Regions from separate parts of the Mus musculus genome. Here region 2 is linked to region 1. A link is a contact called in public promoter capture Hi-C data. All regions are on one chromosome and are shown on one strand. Each heading gives the region's core, a stretch centred on a gene start, on an enhancer-like site or on the middle of the called end of the contact. The rest is flanking DNA. Distances are from core to core; before and after follow the strand shown.

Evidence for each region. Capture Hi-C pulls out chosen DNA fragments and counts their contacts.
Region 2: a promoter capture Hi-C map of liver shows a contact between it and region 1. The contact joins two enhancer-like sites. A contact is called at or near these places in 1 of 484 Hi-C or Micro-C datasets (group 2 innate lymphoid cells) and 3 of 9 other capture datasets (adipose tissue, liver and pancreatic islet).

What each region holds. Positions count from the first base shown.
Region 1 is chr11:76,926,798-76,931,581 of GRCm38.p6, forward strand. No RefSeq gene overlaps it. Among named protein-coding and RNA genes, the nearest start is that of Blmh, 16 kb to the right of the region's middle. Within about 2 kb of position 2,079, at least 6 of the 459 cell types and tissues checked have an H3K27ac peak or open chromatin away from gene starts, as enhancers often do. A contact at or near this core is called in liver, where this site is marked.
Region 2 is chr11:77,019,664-77,024,447 of GRCm38.p6, forward strand. It overlaps Slc6a4 (solute carrier family 6 (neurotransmitter transporter, serotonin), member 4), which reads left to right. Exons shown (of 14, transcript NM_010484.2): 10 at 179-310; 11 at 1,728-1,827; 12 at 3,512-3,612. Among named protein-coding and RNA genes, the nearest start is that of Gm12343, 12 kb to the left of the region's middle. Within about 2 kb of position 2,823, at least 14 of the 459 cell types and tissues checked have an H3K27ac peak or open chromatin away from gene starts, as enhancers often do. A contact at or near this core is called in liver, where this site is marked.

The DNA.
Region 1 (4,784 bases), core at 829-3,328:
TCTCAACCAAGGGGCCATGCCTAACTTCTGGATATGGTCTCAACAAGTTTTCCCTCCACTTTGTGGGGTATTTCAGCTAGTCATCCCTGTGGGGTCCTGGGCGACTCTTGCTTTCCTGGCATCTGGGACTTTATGGTTGCTATCCCCAGTTCCCCATCTCCCATTGCTACAAACCTCTGTTCAATTTCCTGACCCTCTGTACATCTCCTTCATCTCCTCCCATACCGGATTCTGCCCCTCTTTGTCCTCCTCCCCCTCCTCCTTCCTCCCAAGTCCCCCCCACCCTTTACTTCCCTTGCTTATATTGTTCCCCCTCCTAAGTAGTACTGAAGTATCCACTCTTTGGTCTTCCTTTCTCTTGAGCTTCATGTGGTCTATGAGTTGTATCCACTTACAGGAAGTACATACCAAGTGTGTTCTTCTGTGACTGAGTTACCTCAGGATGATATTTTCTAGATCTATCCATTTCCCTGAAATTTTCGTGAAGTCATATGTTTTTAATAGCTGAGTAGTACTCCATTGTGTAAATGTACCACATTTTCTGTATCCATTCCTCTGTTGAGGGACATCTGGGTTGTTTCCAACTTCTGGCTATTATAAATATGGCTGCTATGAACATAGTGGAACATGTGTCCTTGTTATATGTTGGAGCATCTTCTGGGTATATGCGCAGGAGTGGCACAGCTGGGTCCTCAGGTAGTTCAATTTTCTGAGGAACTACCAGACTAATTTCCAGAGTGGTTGTACCAGCTTGCAATACCACCAGCAATGGAGGAGTGTTCCTCTTTTTTCAAGCATCTGCTGTCACCTGAGTTCTTGATCTTAGCCATTCTGACTGGTGTGAGGTGGAATCTCAGGGTTGTTTTGATTTGCATTTCCCTGATGACTAAGGATGTTGAACATTTCTTTAGGTGCTTTTCATCCATTCAAATTTCCTCAGTTGAGAATTCTCTGTTTAGCTCTATTCCCCATTTTTTGATAGGGTTATCCAGTCTGTTAGCCTATGTCTTTTTATTGGGGAATTGAGTCCATTGATGTTAAGAGATATTAAGGAATAGTGATTGTTGCTTCCTGTTACTTTTGTTGTTAGAGGTGGAATTATGTTTGCATGGCTATCTTCTTTTGGGTTTGTTGAAAGAAGATTACTTTCTTGCTTTTTCTAGGGTGTAGTTTCCCTCCTTGTGTTGGCGTTTTCCCATCTATTATCCTTTGTAGGGCTGGATTTGTGGAAAGATATTGTGTAAATTTGGTTTTTGTCATGGAATATCTTGGTTTCTCCATCTATGGTAATTGAGAGTTTTGCTGGGTGTAGCAGCCTGGGCTGGCATTTGTGTTCTCTTAGGGTTTGTATAACATCTGCCCAGGATCTTCTAGCTTTCATAGTCTCTGGTGTCATTCTGATAGGTCTGCCGTTATATGTTACTTGACCTTTTCCCCTTACTGCTTTTAACATTCTTTCTTTGTTTAGTGCACTTGATGTTATGAGTATGTTTGGACTTCTTTTCTGGTCCAATCTATTTGGAGTTCTATAGCCTTCTTGTATGTTCATGGGCATCTCTTTCTTTAGGTTAGGGAAGTTTTCCTCTATAATTTTGTTGAAGATATATACTGGCCTTTTAAGTTGGGAATCTTCACTTTCTTCTATACCTATTATCCTTAGATTTAGTCTTCTTATTGTGTCCTGAATTTCCTAGATGTTTTAGGTTAGGAGCTTTTTGCATTTTGCATTTTCTTTGACTGTTGTATCAATGTTTTCTTTTTCTTTTCTTTTTTCTTTTTTGATGTAAAAACATGAGGTAGTTTAATGGCGGACCTCCGGGTCGAAACATATCTCATGCAGGAGACAGTGGTTTCAACTGTTTAATGGCAGAGCTCCAGGTCGAAACGTATCTCACACAGGAGACAGTGTTTTTGACCATGAGACTTGGAAGCTAGGGGTTTTTATAGAAAAGGGGTGGGGCTGGGGGAGGAATTGGCACAGTTTCACATGATTGGTCCATTTAAACATCAGCAGACTGTTAACATTTAACTTAGGTTAAATGTTAAACTTAGGGCGGGAGATAGGGAGGCGCAGGGCCTGCCCGGGCATGTCCTGGCCTGTTCTGCTATGTTCTCAGCCCCAGGTTTCAAAGCTCACAAACAACTCTTTGGGCTATTTGACATAAATTACATGAATCACAGGTCTCAAGTTTTATTTCCTTTCATTCCCCTCTTCTTCTACTAAGTAATTCTAATCTTTGAATTTGAGAAGTCTATATCACTATGTGGAGAATAGAAATCATACTCTTTATAAGAACAAAAACAGAATAAAAAGGTATAGTAAACAGAACTAGGCAGGGACCCTTCTAGTGAGGCTTGAGGGTCTGGGCATGATGTAGGTGTACGTAGATCAGATCTCTGGCTGGAACTGGGGAGATGTCTTTTGGGGTACCTGGCTCGTTCGCTGTAGCCATTTGTGACCAGACTTCTTTTCTGCACCACCTGCAGGCCTTTTAACTTAGCATACAGATTATTATTACAACATGTAGGTTTAAACACATCATTTAAGACAGTGATGGACATGGGAGCCCCATAGAGGATCCTAAAAAGAGTAAGACTGAATCAAGAGGGAGTATTTCTAGTTCTAAATAGGGCAAGGGGAAGGAGCACCAAGTCTGCACCAGTCTCTTTGGTTAGTTTTGTCAAGGTCTCTTTTAGAATTCTATTCATTTTTTTTAACCTGTCCTGAACTTTGGAGCCTGTATGCACAATGTAACTTCTAACCGATCTCTAGTATCTTTGCCAGTCACTGATTTACCTGGGCAACAAAGGCAGGTCCATTACCTTGGGAAGATTTCTTCTAGGATCTTCTTGGCTATCACATTGGCCATTTCAGTCCTTCAACTGCAAGGCTACTGCCATCCATGTACCAGCTCAAACTCTCAGGCCAAGGCTGATCTGTTCCTTCAGATCATTTCGAGTACCAGTTTCTTCTGCCAGAATGTCAGCGCAGTGATGAGTAGGTGAAGTCTCAGGCAGTAGGGTAGCTTGAGAACAGCAACGGGAGCGAAGGTCACTCATTCAGTCAACAAAAAAAGCTCTGATAATGTGTCACAGGAGCATTGGTCGTCATCCATCAGTCAGGGGGCTTTCAGATAATGCTTTCAAGAGTGTGGGGTTCCACTACAGTTATTTGCTGTCCCAGACTGAGCTTATCAGCATCCTTGACATGCAGAGCTATGGCAGCAATAGCTTTCAGGCAAGAAAAACACCTCCTGGCAACAGGGTCTAACTTCTTGGATAGATAAGCCATTGGCCTTTTTTAAAGTCCCAAAGTCTGAGTAAGGACTCTTCTGGCAACCCCTGATTCTCTTTCACATAAAGAGTGAAAGGCTTGGTTAGGTCAGGCAAAGGCTGGCAATCAGTAGGGCCTTTTTCATTTCTTTAAAGGCTTTCTGGTGATCTGGGGTCCACACAAACACTTCCCCTTCCTTGGTTAGGGGGTACAACGGGCAGCTAAAGTCACCAACCCAGGTATCCAAAGCCTGCAGAAACCAGCGGTACCCAAGAATTTTCTTACTAGCCTTGGTGTAGTTGGGGTGGGGATCTGAGTTACAATCTTTTTTCTGGTTTTCTTTAGCCACTGTTTCCCACCTTGAAGGATGTATCTCAAATAAGTAACTTCAATCTGACACAGCTGAGCCTTTTTAGCTGAGGCTCTGTCTTCTGTTGCCCAGATTTCCTGTCTAGATCTTGTCTTTTTCTTCCTCTCCTATCACTGCGGCCAAGATTCTAGTCAAATTTCTCTCTTGTCTATGATCCCTCTTGTCTTCTCTTTCTTCTGCCTCTCACCTCTCTCTCTCTCTCTCTCTCTCTCTCTCTCTCTCTCTCTCTCTCTCTCTCTCTCTCTCTCTCTCCCCTCTCTCTTCTCTCATAATACACCTTCTCTGCCTCTTACTTACTGGTTCCACTCTAAATATTTCTCATTCGGGGTATCTCTCATCTCGGACCTCTCTAATCTCTTTCATCTCTATTTTCACTGTCATCTATCTCTCCTGAGTCTGCTGAAGCTTTCCTCTTCCTTACAGTCTAAGCTCACCTTTTTCTAGACCTCTATACCCATTTTTCAGAGCCTGGTGATTAGACTCGTAGGTGCTCCTTACCTGGGACAGAAGTTTTAAGTGGGCGGATGTCTCCCTCACAGCTTAGCAGCTTAGGGTGGGCCGCCCTAGAAGAGAAAACACATGGGGCAGGGAAAGGGAAGGCAGCTCTCACAGCTGGCTGTACTGGGACACTGATATCTCAAGGTGAAAGCACATTTTCTGTTAACAAGAGACACTCTGGTCAAAACCTGAAGACGGGCAGGTGGGATGTAGGGGAAAGAGGAATGAGAAGTAGCCAGGGAACTCGCAGTGCTCTTGGCAGGCCACTCCTATAGTGCAGAGGCGGGGCCTGGGGTCAGGGGTGGAGGGGGTCGGCTCATGGCAAGGGCTCCTGGGGGAGGGAGGAACCAGCAGGCCCCCCCGGGGGGGGCAGACACTCGGGGGAGGGAGGGAAAAGGCAGCAGTGGCAGCAACTCTAGTCGGCCCCTCCCCAGCTGTGGCAGGTATTGAGGCTGCTCTCGCCCCTCTTTCTTTTCTTGCCCATTCATCACTCTGCCAGATGACAGTCAGATCTTTCTGACTGTCCCTCACCCTTGGAACGTCTTCCAGGGATCGCAGCTTGTGGGGCCTCTGGATGTCTCCCTCCTGAGGCTACTGGGTCCTTACGACCCACAGTGGCAGCTGCCAGAATACAGAATACGA
Region 2 (4,784 bases), core at 1,573-4,072, 94 kb after region 1:
TGCAAGTCCTCAGTGATGGGTTCTGATGATACCAGATGGAAATACGCTTCTAGCCATGTTCCTTGGCCGGGGAGTGGGTAAACTAGTCTCAATCTCTGTTTACTTATCTTATCTCTCTTCCTGTTCCCTGTCCTTGAGGCACGGGACTCCACTGTGACTATCTGCATGCGGCTTTCAGTTCGCAGGCCTGGAAGGTGTGATCACAGCTGTGTTGGATGAGTTTCCTCACATCTGGGCCAAGCGCAGGGAATGGTTTGTGCTCATCGTGGTCATCACTTGCATCTTGGGATCCCTGCTCACACTGACATCAGTGAGTACCAAAGGCCTTGGGCTCCAAGTGGCCTCTGCTATTCTCTAGTGTTCCACAAGCAGAGTGGGTCCTTTCCTTCCACAGTGTCCTCACTTGGGGGCCTAAACGTGTTGTTAACACTATTAAAAAGCTTACCACGGTCTGAGGATGTGGTGGAGTGTTAGGTTGCTTGCCTAGCATATGTGAGGCCCTGGGTTCAATTTTCGGCATTGAGAAATCTGCCACCGAGGAGAAAAGTTATTTCTGGCAGTGTCTGCTGGTAGATCTGTGCATGACATCAGGAGGCTCAGCATTTTACCACAGATCCAACTACATTTCAGTCTTGGCAAAAATACCTGGAGCGAAGTTAGGATTTGCATTTCCAGCCATTTGCACCTTTGAGAGGTGATTTTTGGGTCCTTTGCCCTCATATCCTGATCCACAGGCTGGTGTCTTGTGTGTAACTTATATGCCACTTCATCTCCTTTAGAGCTTGAGGTGTAAAGAAGCCAGGCCCTCTCCTGTGATTTCCCTCCTCTCTTCCCTATCTCGTCATTTAGTAGCCAGGGCAAACATCAGCTAGGGTGACATCGTGGGCTTGTGTCCTCCTGACTCAAGACAGGTTTTACTGATAGGGACCTCTTCAAGCCATGGCCTCAGTGACTCCATTGCTTTACCAGGGTGTGTCAAGGTTAGAGTGGCAGGCACAGAACAGTGACTTAGTGCTGGGGTGTCCGGTGCCACACAGATTCAGATCCTGCCCCGCCTTTTCTTTTTCTTTTTTTTTTTCTTTTTCTTTTTCTTCTTCTTTTTCTCTTCCTTCCTTCCTTCCTTCCTTTCTTTCTTTCTCTCTCTTTCTCTCTTTCTCTCTCTCTCTCTTTCTTCCTTCCTTCCTTTCTTTCTTCCTTCCTTCCTTCCTTCCTTCCTTTCTTTCTTTCTTTCTTTCTTCCTTTCTTTCTTTCAAGACAGGGTCTCACTATGTAGACTAAGCTAGCTTGAAACTTACAGAGATCAGGCTGCCTCCTGACTGCTGGGATTAAAGGTGCGTGCCACCATGCCCAGCTTCGGTCTTTACAGTTGTGTATTCTCCAAGATTGAATAGACAAGGTGTTTTCATTAAGCCCACAGTGGCTATAGAGGCTCCTTAGAGTTTGTCTTTTACGGTGCAGTAGATAAAACAAGGGTAAGAGATGGGGCCAAGAGCATGCCCCAGGCTGTGGGTTCCATTCTCATCTAAAAGAAAATGTGCTCCACTGGGTAAGGTGGTCGGATGGGTATACACTCAAAGGCCACTCCACGAGACAGACGCTGGAGTCCTCAGACTGAGTCCAGAGTGGGGACTACCCCTCTGCCCCCATAGTCAGAAGCTTCTGCAGGCCTCTGTAATGAGGCTACATACCTCAGAAGACCGTTGACACACCTGTGACCTTGTTCCCAGGGAGGGGCGTATGTGGTGACCCTGCTGGAGGAGTACGCCACGGGGCCAGCAGTGCTCACCGTGGCTCTCATCGAGGCCGTCGTCGTGTCTTGGTTCTATGGTAAGAAGTCCCTTCCTTCTGCCTTACCCTCTGCCCACACGGAGACGGGCACTATCGTCATCAGAGGACAGGAAGGGGCAGTTGACCAAGCGGAATCTCCTGACCGGTCTGTAAGATAATCTCAGCTGAGGGCCTTTGGTAGCCATATACCACCGTTTCCTCTGCACTGTATCACACATGCCACGCCCTGCAAGAAGAACATCATTTCTATCCTGATTTTTTTTTTAATGTTTGTAATATTTCCCCAGAAGAGATAGGCTGTAGTCAGCCAGTTCACCCACAGTGGTGGCCTAAGACATTAGTGTGAGAGCACCCCAGATTTAAGTTTCTCAACAGAGACCCCTTTCCAGAACCACCAAGTTAGAGCGTAGGCCCCTCTCTTCTATGAGGCAAGACTGTTCTTAGAGTCTCTGCATTGGTGAATCCGCATGCCCCTCCCTCTTGTCCTGGGATGGACTTTGACAAGGGTGAGAGGAGGTGCAGGAAGCGAGCTGAGAGCTCTTGGCAGGGCGTCTATGGACCCTGAAAAGGGGCAGCAGAGGGGAGGGCACAGGCGGGCCACTGACACGAGGAACACAGGTTCAGAGATGCGTCTGTAGGATCAAGAAGCAAGCATCTCATTTGGGAACGCATTTGCTTTCCAATTTCTATGATCAATTGCTTTGCCATGGCAACCATTATGTACACTGTGAAGGAAGAGGGCAGAGTACATGAGATAAAGATTTTAACTATATGTGTGTGAGAGTTTGGCCACCTGCAGAGGTCAGAGCAGAGTACTGGATTCCCTGAAGCTGGACAGATAGGAGATGGTGAGTCGCCTCTTGTGGGTTCTGGGAACTGAATTCAGAAGCCAATTTAAAAAAAGAAAAAAAAAAAGACATTATCTTTGCTTCCCCAGCAATTCAGAGTACAGAGTTCAAAGTCACTGTAGACCTGCACTAGGAACCACAGAGTTCTGAGGAAGCAGCTGAGAACACTTTCAGTTTTCGGGACTCACCTGTCAGCAGGCGTCCTCGTGTTGGTGCCAGGAACCTTTTATAGAAGAAGCTGGATGTTGGCCTGGTACACAGATGAGCAATACCATGATTAAAAATTTCCCCTGAAGGGCTGGGAAAGATGGCTCAGTGGTTAAGAGCCCTATCTGCTATCCCAGAGGGCCTGGGTTTGATTCCCAGCACCCCCACGTGGTAGGTAACAAATGGTTGTAATTCCAGTTCCAGGGGACCCAACACCTCCTTCTGTAGGCAAAGCACTCAAACATAAAATACATCTTAAATCAATCAAACAAACAAACAAACAAACAAACAACAACTCCTTTGAAAACTGCCATCGGATGGATAGTCCCAATTGGTTTCTGCCAGGCATGCTCACCATTCCTAAATAAGATCACTTTCCTCCTACAGCAGACTATAGTCAAATCCAGCCTGAGATCTTAGAAGGGAAGTGTGGGCACCAATGGAGAACTTGGTCCCTAGACATGTATCAATTTTCCTGCTCTGTGTAGAAAGAGCTTTGCTTGCTATAAAATTAAATTTTGTGATGCCCTGCCACTTGAGCCCCTGGAGTGGAGAAGTGCCTAGGTGACCCCACCGGCTCAGGAAGGAACCCCCCACTCCGTTTCTGCCATCACCAGGGCTGACCCTGTTGACCCTGCCCTGTCAAATTCTCCTTTGGGTGATTCCAGGAATCACTCAGTTCTGCAGCGACGTGAAGGAAATGCTGGGCTTCAGCCCCGGATGGTTTTGGAGGATCTGCTGGGTGGCCATCAGCCCTCTGTTTCTCCTGGTAAGTCGTCACATTATTTATTTATAAGGAATGAATGCTACTGTGAAGCATCATACATAGACAGAAAAAGCACGCTGTCCAGAGGTGCGCATCCCAGAGAGCTCTACAAACCCAGCACTGCTGTGCGGACAAAATCGTGCCAAGAGACAATAATGAGCTAGTACCCCGAGAAGCCCCTGTGTTAGTGGCCACCCAGCAGCTATGCCCACCTCTGCTCACCTGTTTCTGACTATGAATGCTAGAGATCAAACCAGTGTTGTTTTCCCTACTGCTAATAATGATAATGAACATTTATTTGTGGAGCAGCAAATGCCAGAGCTGACTTATACCAAGCTTACACCCTTTGCTCTTCTAATCTTTACGATAATTCTGCAAGGTGGTGGGTGGGGAGGGATTTTTGTTTTTGTTTTAAGATAGTTTTCATGTGTAGATTGAGTTGGCCTGGAACTTTTTTATGCAACCCAGGCTATTTGAGATCTTCCTGCCTCTCAAATGCTGATATCACAGGCATTAGTGTCATTGAGGCTTAGTGTCACTAAAATCATGTAACACAACTAATCTAGACGGAGGAAGAACATATTGCTCAGGAAGGCCCTGAGAAGGGTCCTAGCAATTTTATGTTTAATAATTTTATAGTCACCTTGAAGGGGGCCACACACAAAGGTCCCCAAGTTTAGGTCCAAGTCAAAAGTAGAATTCATTTATTGTCAAGGAAAGCTGCATGCCAAGTAGGCAGTGATGGTGCACACCTGTAATGCCAGCACGCTCTCGGGATGCAGAGGCAGGGGATCTCCCTGGGTTATAGATGGAGTTCCAGGAAGCCAGGTTTACACAGAGAAACCCACTCTCAAAAACCCAAAAGGAAAAGAAAGCTAAGTGCTAGGGGCTGCTCAGGGGGCAGTTTTTGACCCCTTAAAAGCAGGTTAGCCCATTCCATCCATCCTTCCCAGCTAATTGGGCATCTGGGCCATCCCAGGTGTCTCAGGTGTCTATCCCAGGTGTCTCAGCACACAGTGGTCCTTCTCTTTCAAAACACCCCTCCATCCTCCTGTGTGTTCTGACTTCCTTGAGGCAGAACTTTCCCTTCCCTGCCCCACCCAGCTCTCCACACATCTCAGGACTGTTTTATAGGATGGCCCAATTGCTTATCTTTGCTTCTGGGACATTACATC